Linked DNA regions of Nothobranchius furzeri: region 1 is linked to region 2. Evidence: chromatin contacts called from public Hi-C data. All regions are on one chromosome and are shown on one strand. Each heading gives the region's core, a stretch centred on a gene start, on an enhancer-like site or on the middle of the called end of the contact. The rest is flanking DNA. Distances are from core to core; before and after follow the strand shown.

The links. Hi-C and Micro-C count contacts between places; a contact is called where the count stands out from the background.
Region 1: a Hi-C map of skeletal muscle shows a contact between it and region 2, with 5 times the contacts expected there. The contact joins the promoter of stau2 here to the promoter of rdh10a in region 2. A contact is called at or near these places in 2 of 2 Hi-C or Micro-C datasets (skeletal muscle and tail fin).

What each region holds. Positions count from the first base shown.
Region 1 is chr7:53,042,729-53,047,261 of NfurGRZ-RIMD1, reverse strand. stau2 (staufen double-stranded RNA binding protein 2) reads left to right here and starts at 1,608. Exons shown (of 15, transcript XM_070553205.1): 1 at 1,608-1,691.
Region 2 is chr7:52,902,833-52,907,313 of NfurGRZ-RIMD1, reverse strand. rdh10a (retinol dehydrogenase 10a) reads right to left here and starts at 1,538. Exons shown (of 6, transcript XM_015955277.3): 1 at 954-1,538; 2 at 603-838. The coding sequence starts at 1,491. rpl7 (ribosomal protein L7) reads left to right here and starts at 3,238. Exons shown (of 7, transcript XM_015955281.3): 1 at 3,238-3,330; 2 at 3,790-3,889; 3 at 3,969-4,135. The coding sequence starts at 3,317. It overlaps LOC129167263 (small nucleolar SNORD12/SNORD106), which reads left to right and starts at 4,426; the gene lies at 4,426-4,481.

The sequences.
Region 1 (4,533 bases), core at 359-2,858, 140 kb before region 2:
TCACTTAAGTATTCAAAAAGATCAAATTAAGCCATAGTATAACAATTCTTCATAAAATAAGCACATTTGCAGCTGAAAAATGTAATAGTTGATTTCTATAAACCCTTTCTTACCTATAAAAATGGCTAAAATATACATTGGTTTATAGATGTTGGATCAGATATTTTTAATACAGCATTAAAGCAGAATATTTACGTTTTGAACGTAATTGTTATTGAATTTTAATCTCAAGTTTTAAAAAGCACAATTTCCACTGGTACAATTAGCATGTTATTCAACAGGCATGAAATTAACCTTTCGTTTAAGACATGCTTCAAAAAGCGGCCCAATACCGCCATCTATTGGTGAATATTGACCACAGACACATGGCTGCCATCTTGGATGGGTCTCCATCTCTGATTACAAAAGGTAGTCTAGAAAGTCCCACGTGATCTGTTTTTGAAATTGTTGCTCACTCTATTATGACTAGCTGGGGATAGAGAGTGCACAGATATGTATAAAAACACCTTGTGTTTATGGGAGAGTGAGGGACCTCACCTATCCAATATGGCGGTTACGCTGTTAAGCTTTTCAGCGTCCTCTACATAACGTCTGATACTAACAAATAGGATTCACAGTTATAAATACTACTGCTTTTGTAAAATAACATATTGGGTTTCACTTGATATTTATCTAAACTGTAATATTTTATTGATATGTGTCACAATGCAAAAACAAGTTTATATTTTTTATCAAAAAAGATATACAATTATAAAACAATGCTGAGGAAAAATAAAACAGGTATAAAGAAAATATAACGATTTTAAGGTTTTCATTCAAGATAGGATTTGATATTTGATGGTAACACAATTTTAAAAAACTGGTTTCGAAACCTGTCAAAATCTTCCCACAGTAACACGTTTTTTGTTTGCAAGAAAATTAGAAAAATAAATACATACTTACGTTTTGTTAAATGTTAGGTTTTCCTGCAACGAAGTTTTTTTATTCTCTAGATTTCCTAAAACAAAATAAACTTAAAAAAAGTATAAATGACATGCTGTAGATGGCGCTGCTTGAAGTTCTGTTTCGTTTAGTTTTGTTCAAAAATACTTAGTTTGCGTCATATGATTGCATACATATTATATTTTATCCACGCGAACAGTGCTTTTAAGGTTATTTTAGTTATTTTATTCGTGTTTATAGTGTAGATTACAAACATTGAAAACTAGCAATAAATAAATGGAATAAATATGTGACTCAATGGGAAGAAATGTTGACATCTCCACCACAAGTCTATTAATTACTTAATTTCATTCAAATCAGGTTAATCGAAGCAAGAAATCATCTTAAGCATCTACAATGTTGTCTCTGGAAGTCCAGAATCGGATATAACGTGATTTTTATTGAAACGTTAACTTGGAGCAGCAAGGGAGCAAACCTTGACTGAACCATTTCTGTCATGGCGGGGGTGTCCGGTTCATTAATTCTAATGAATCTATCATTATCATTGTATATTTCAGTTTTTAATCCATAGGATCAAATTAAACGTATTTGATAAACAAAAATTTTACAATTAGTAATAAATGTAATTAAAGTTAACGCGTGAAGTGTTTTATTCCGTGCTAATTACATGGTACGTTCCCTTGTCCATCCAGTTCTCTTTAGTGTTTGCCAATGTTGGAGGTGTAACTGGGGTCTGGCCCTGGACAAAGGTAAAAAAAATGCATTTAAATGTTTGTCCTGCTGTAGTCGGGTGCTCACCAGTCCGTATATAGGGTTAGGATAGACTGAATTTGCCCTGACTTTTGTTGAAAGCGGGGTAGTGTGGAGATGCTAAAGCAAGAGTGGGAGATAGGTGCTCTCGGCCGTGCAGCCATGATGAGCCTCAATCGGCTAAACAAGCGCAACCAGAGGGGGGCAAAATGAAATATATCCACCCGGAGAGAGTCCTGTGACACATTCATGACTATTCGCGTGCTTGCCCGTTTAGTAAATGTGTTTTTAGAGGCTGACATTCGGAGGAAACGCGGTTTCCGTGCTGTGGTTACCGTTAGCTTCCTTGCTAAGCTGGACGGTTAGAAGCTGTGATGTGAGGGGTCTGCACGGAGACCTGCGGCTCTGTCAGGCAAACCCAGCCTTTACTTCTCCATTCAGCTAGCAGCGACTCCAAACAAGGCTCAGTTTCTGTTTGTGAGTCAGCGACACTTATCATAATTTATTCTAGCTCCTGTAATCTAAACGCCCGTGGTCCACTTACTGTGGATGGATGTGTCTTGGTTAATGATGCGTTTGATCTGGTTTGCGAAAGCGAAATCTGACATGTTTGAACCCTTTTTGTTATGAATTTTCATCTGAATTGTTGCTGACACCAGCTCATCCATGTCAGGGGACACTTGTTACTATTAGCTCTAGAAGCTAATGAGTCCTAATTATATTAGGAAAAAATACTATTAATAATGTTCCTGTGGTCTTTCCCATAACTTTGTTATGATAACACAATGCCCCCCAGCATTCTTGTAAACTGAGATCAGCCGATGTGGGTTTTTCTATAACTGATACCCTTATATAGCTGCCGATTTTTTTTTTTTTTTTGGGGGGGGGGGATGATTTTCATGGTCGGTGTCTATCGACTTTTTTCACTGTATTTACATGTTAAAATGTCACTAATAACAATGAAGTATGCACAACATTTCTGATCTGAAATCAGTCTTCAAACAATAAATGTAACAGGTATTTTTATGCACTGGTCAGTGTTAAAAAAAAAAAAAAACAAAGTTAAACAAATAAAACAATTACTAAATTTTAAATATAAAATTGGTAAATAAAAATAAATATCAGTAAACAATATTGTTTTAAAGGATTTGTAGGCAGATGTTTATCAGGAATGCTTGTTTCAATAAAATTCTGGAGCGGTACCGGGCTGCCTGCAGATGTGCCTGTCTCTAAATCGGCTCTACTACATAGGTATATCCGATGCCACTATTAAAACGAATCAATTCAGTTTATTTATATAGCACCAAATCAATCTTTCCAATTGAGTTCAGTTAATAATGCCAATTAGTTAAAAGTATCCGATGTAAGGAAACCCAGCAGATTGCTTTGGGTAATTGACTTGTTGTGTCAGAGACTTTACAGCAATCCCTATACTAAGCAAGCATGTAGTGACAGTGGAGAGGAAAACTCCACATTGGCTGACCCATATCTCATGCCGATATTTACCCGTTTGTAACTCATTAACTTCCAGCCACTTCCTGATCAGAAAAGCCCTTCGCTGCCAGCATTTTTCAGCGTTTTCAGTGGTTTTTTAAGAGTCACAGAACATTGCGCTCTATGGTGAAGTCAACGCCAAAACAACCAAAACAAAGAGGAGACTCACCTCTTACATCAGGAAGAATCCATGCGTTTCGAGCATTATCCGTTCTTTCATAATCCGTTGTCGAATTGTGATTGGCAGAAGCTTTTCTGGTTCACACCTCACTTTTTTTTTACTGCAGCGGCCCAAAATGATCTCCTAACACTTGTATTTTCTGCTTCCTGATCACGTGACGTGTGACATATGCGGATGAAGATCAGGCTTTAGAGCTGAGATGTTTGTTCTCACGGTGCGGGAGCTCATTCCGACGCCCACACAGTAAAAAAAAAATGCAAATGACGACTTTAGTCGTCAGTTTGCTAACGTTTCAGCTCCTTCTTGTAGCCATCCTCAGAGCTGTTGGTGGCGCCACTTCCTTCTCCGTTAATCACCAACAGCGTCACAGCTCTGAGGATGACTACAGGAAGTAGCTGAAACGTTAACAAACCAGGTAAATAACAATTTTTCTTTTTCGTGTTTAAAAAAAACCAAGAAATGGAAGTTGAAAAGGTACACAGAATTAACGTACAGAAGAAGCATTTTGGTGACTTTGTGAGTTTAAAGTGCTTAATGGAGATTGACTGACTTACTGATGCTGATATGTTAGAGAATGGTAAATATTAACTCAATATATCAGTCTATCCCTGGTTTCACGATTTTTATTCATTCATACTTTTCTAACAGGTACCAATCATACCACATACATCCACAGGGGTTTGGGCTCGTTTTACTTTCAGAACCACCTTTATTCCTCATTGCTGAGATCCAGCAAAATATTTGGAAACCCCTCTCAAGGGCCTGGTCCATACTGACATGATGGTATCATGAATTTGCTGCAGATTTGTTGGCAGGTAATCTATGGTGGGAGTCTGATTCCACCCCACCCCAGTGGTGCTGGAGTGGACTGAGATCTAGTGACGGTGAAGGCTGATGGGGTCAGTCCAGTGAACTCATGATTGAATTCTGTAAAACTGTTTTAGAAGTAGGGCTGGGGGTAAACGATTATTTTTAAAACGATTATTCTGATGATTATTTTATCGAATAGTCGACTATTCTAATGACTATTTAGAAAATTAATCTAATGATTATTTTTATATTGCACAATTAACAAAAACCAGAACATCTCAAATAAATTCCTCAAAAAAATGATAAATTCTTACTGTAAGAGAATAAACACTACAGGCCTTCCATTTTGTAAAACA
Region 2 (4,481 bases), core at 289-2,788:
ATTAACTATGAAACTGCAAAAAAATAACATTCAAATGCCTAATTCTTATAACACAACGATGTAAAATACTCTACATTTAAGCAACCATTTTAAGTAAATTAAACATTACATTTTTAGATTGCAAGGAAGAGGAAAAGAAAACAATCTAGAAGGCCCCCCCCCCCCCCCCCCCCTCTCGAAAGCTGGTTTTCGCGATAAGCTGGCACAAGAAGACCAGAGGAAAAGGAGCCAAAGGAAAATCTGATACAGCATCTAAATCAGTACCTGCCAACAAAATGTGCTGATCTGATCATCTGAGGCTGATCCAACCCGCACCCTGAGAGCCCTGCTCCTATCACACAGGGATGGGGATGAGCTTCCACACCGCATGAATCATCCCAGACGGAATAAAAGGCAGATTCATGAAGGCTTTGGCAGAATGCGATGAAATAAGATTTCTAGGTCATACTTTCATTTTCTACTTTGATCCTTGAGTTTGGCGCGCGCGCGCGCACAAGCTTGAGAGGGATGTGGAAGATTCCCTGTGAACTTGTCATAACTCAACTGATTTTCACGTGTACACAACCTGGCAGAGTTACAGATCTTAGATGACCCCAGCTCACCCAGAAGTGTGCGTGACAGTTGACCACCATGGTGCGCTCGATCAGCTCGTCGGGACACTCCAGCAGGTGATGACCCGAGACCACACCTGCGTTGTTAATCAGTAGGTCTACCTCTCCCACCTCTCGGCGCACCTTCTCCGCGGTGGAATAGACGCTCTCGCGTTTCCCTACGTCACACACATATGTGTAGACCTGAGGCTGGAAGGTGGGGACCTCCTCGACCCCCCCAACAGGTTCTGCGGATTGAATGGAAATATTTTTTAATTGTATTAAATTATTTATTCCGATAACAAAAATTAAACTGATTTTTTGGGGGGCATTTTTGCGCACCATGCGTAAAGCCGATCTTACCGTCTTTGGTGACGGGGGTTTCCAGTTCGTGGTAAATCTGCCGTACCATCTCCGCCGTTTCCTCGTTGCTTTGGCTGTTTATGTCCCACAGCACCAGAGTCGCTCTTCTCCGGGCGAACTCCTTGGCGAACAGCCGGCCAAGGCCGCTTCCAGCACCGGTGATCACGCACACCTGTCCAGCCACGCTCTTCTCCTTAGGGCGCACGACCCACTTGGCCCCGGCGGTCACAAAAGCCCAGAGCACTTTTAAAATAACCACGAAGAACTCCGCGATGATCATCATCATCTTGACAGGAACTTTCTGTGAATTTAAACAGAGAATGCCGGACACGAAGAAGGGGAGGTGCGGAGGGGTGTTCCCGTCTCCCAACCTGTTCGCAGCAGTGAGGGGGAAAACGCAGACGCGGGGAGCGCAAATATGCAGAAAATGTGTTGGAAAAGCGCAAACAAGAGAGCCAGGTTGAGAGAAAAGTGAGTCCGGTTGAGTTTGGGGTTGCTCTGCTGCTGTTGCTCCACTCATGTCATCTTGCAGTCGCATCTCACGCGCTATTTATTTAGTCCACCCATCCAACGCTCGACCCAATCGGAGTGCGCTGACAGCATGAAGTACCAGCTCCATACACTCTCAATGGGTGATGTAAACTACATATTTTAACACTAATCTGTTGCAGTGCCGTTTCCCCTACTGGAAAGAAAACAGATTAGCGCCATCGTTTGAATGCTGATGTCTTCAATTTCCCCCTCGTTGCATTTAACCAGAAATTCTAATAAGTCAAGTTTTTTTTCATTACTTTTCATTTGGACTTTTATTTAGTTTTTTGGGTAGCCATTTATGCGCACATAGAAGATGGACAAAGCAATTAGCGCTAATATATTGTATTCTGAAATTATATATATTTGGCCTCTAATTTTATCATTATTTTTGATGCTGAACAACTTCTGTCTTGCTGGTTACAAGTGATGGATTCAGAGCCTAAGATACAATTCGTCATCACATGCAGAAAAATAACTCAAGGATCTTATTAATAGTCTGAAGAAATTGCATTTTGAAATTATTAAACACGTTTTCATCTAATTTAGATAAATAAAACATGAGTAAATAAACAGTTTTCATAAAGTTATTGTGAAAAATAATCTAAGCCCAAATGAACGTGGTCAACAGCTGGAAATGCTTTCCAGAGCTGAAGTGTTTTACATCATATTGCGTCCCTGTTTAACAGTGGTGTCCGCGCTGAAAATCCATCTCTCAGAATTAGACGTTTGCGTCCTCTGCCGGTTCAAACACCGCATGACTTTTTGCACGAATGATGTGAATAATAAAGGTGTATTTAATGTACACTGAGCCCTAAAGGAGGGGATAAAAAAATACTTGGAATCTCGTGAGAAACAGTTTCTGGTACTGGTGCGCATACTTGGGCTATATACGTGTGATTTGTGCCCAACGCACCATATAATCACGATCACAATATAGGCTCGTGCAGCAGATTGTATGCTTGTGCAAAAGATGGTACGTTTTCCTCGCCAGGTAATATTGTAAGTTGTGCACAAAAGAAAATACGCAACAGAAACCATTTTTAAACAAATTCCCCTTTAGGGCTTAGCACTTAACTAACACTGTGATTTTAAAAAGGCAAACGATAGAATGGTCGTTTATTTTATTTTATAATAAAATAAAATAAAATAAAGCAAAATAAAAAGGTTTAAAATCTGTTCACAGTTGAAACAAACTTAATTCAGCGACTCAATGGGGCGCTGTTTCACTGACTGAACGTGAATGAACGTAGATTCTCAAGTGCACGAGCTTGGTGCGCAATCTACGTAAACCTATTTGCACGAGCTCCACGTGTTCTTCAACTGAAAAGCGACATTAAACTCCCCAAACGATCCTAAATACTTGCAATATCCGACCCATGCCTGCTGGGTTTTAAAATCACAACAATAAAATGACTCATTATTTAAAATAAACTTTTAATTTGCCTTTTTAAATAAAATCGTTCAGATCTAAACACATCAAGAGCACGTACTTCTGTCGTCATTCATTTATTAGATTTTATAAATGGTCCTCAAATGGATGGAAAAAAGCCTAGTGATTAAACAACAGTGAAACAGCGCCCTCTACAGTCAAATAATGTGATGACCACATGTAGTTACCAAGGTTAGAATCAGGACATTTATCGCACTTTTTTTACATAAATGTTTGTAATATAAATTTCTGTAACGCGTCAATAATTTACTAATATGTATGTATTATTATGATTCCAAAATGTTTTAACCAGTCAGGCGAGTACGAAGACACCCTGTGACGTCCTAATCCTTTAACCAGCGCATGCGCAATACGGAATTCCTCTTTCTCGGTGGTCGCCATGGCGGACGCAAAGTGAGTGTCTGACTTCCAATTCAAATCTAAGCACATCCTGCTATTAGAGAGTCGAATTTGAGATTTTTAAAGAACGTACACGTTCATCAAGTCTTATAAAATAATTTAGTTGTAATATTGTTGGAAAACTTAACATGATTTACGGTTTTATTTACATTTATTGAACGTACAGCAATGGCCAACATGGCTGCGCTTAAAATTAGCATCTTTTATGATTTAAAATGCCCATTAAATTTTAATTAAACAAACAGCTTTGTCAGCCTAATTTTGTTGCAGTTATTTAAATAGTTATTTGTTTCGTTAAGCTTAATAGGACTAAAGTGAGCCGGTGTACCTACACCGATTAGTGCTAAGGAGCTAGCGGCTATTTAGCAACTAGCTATTGATTTGAATCCGGGTTGTTGCGTGAAGCATTGCAGCCAACGTGGTCACTTTCCTGTTCTACTTTTCTGTTGACAGAAAAAAGGTTCCGGCGGTCCCTGAGAGCCTTCTAAAAAGGCGAAAGGCCTTCGCTGCCATGAAGGCCCTCCGCATCAAGAAGATGCTGGCAGAGAAGAAGGTAAACGAAGCTTAATGCCCATTCGATTTAAAGTTGTTGGTCGTTTTGGACAGATGAACACGTGTTGCTTTTGTGTTAGGTCCGTAAGGTGACCAGGAAACTGATCTTTAAGAGGGCAGAGAAGTACCACAAGGAGTACAGGCAGATGTACAGGCGTGAGATCCGCCTGGCACGTATGGCACGCAAGGTGGGGAACTATTACGTGCCACCTGAGCCCAAACTGGCTTTTGTCATCAGGATCAGGGGGTGAGTTTTGACCCCCTTTAACCATATATAGCTGTTATTTACGTGGATTGCAACAGTTCTAGTAAGTGAATCAAAACATTCAAATCATATATATCATAAAGCAAGACGTGGGCCTGAATTTCTTAACATGCTGTTTGTAAAGAGGGCTTGATTTATTTATTTTTTTCATAAATAGTATGTTATGGTCATGTTCTTGTGTTAATGCAACAGTTTATCAGTAATGGTTAGAAAGGCTGCTGTATTGTTTAATAAAAAAGGCAATCCATGTAAACATCCTTCATTCCAGTTTGAGTGGTTGATGATGTATATTCTTTCCCCGACTTATCGACAATGCTGATTCAAATGT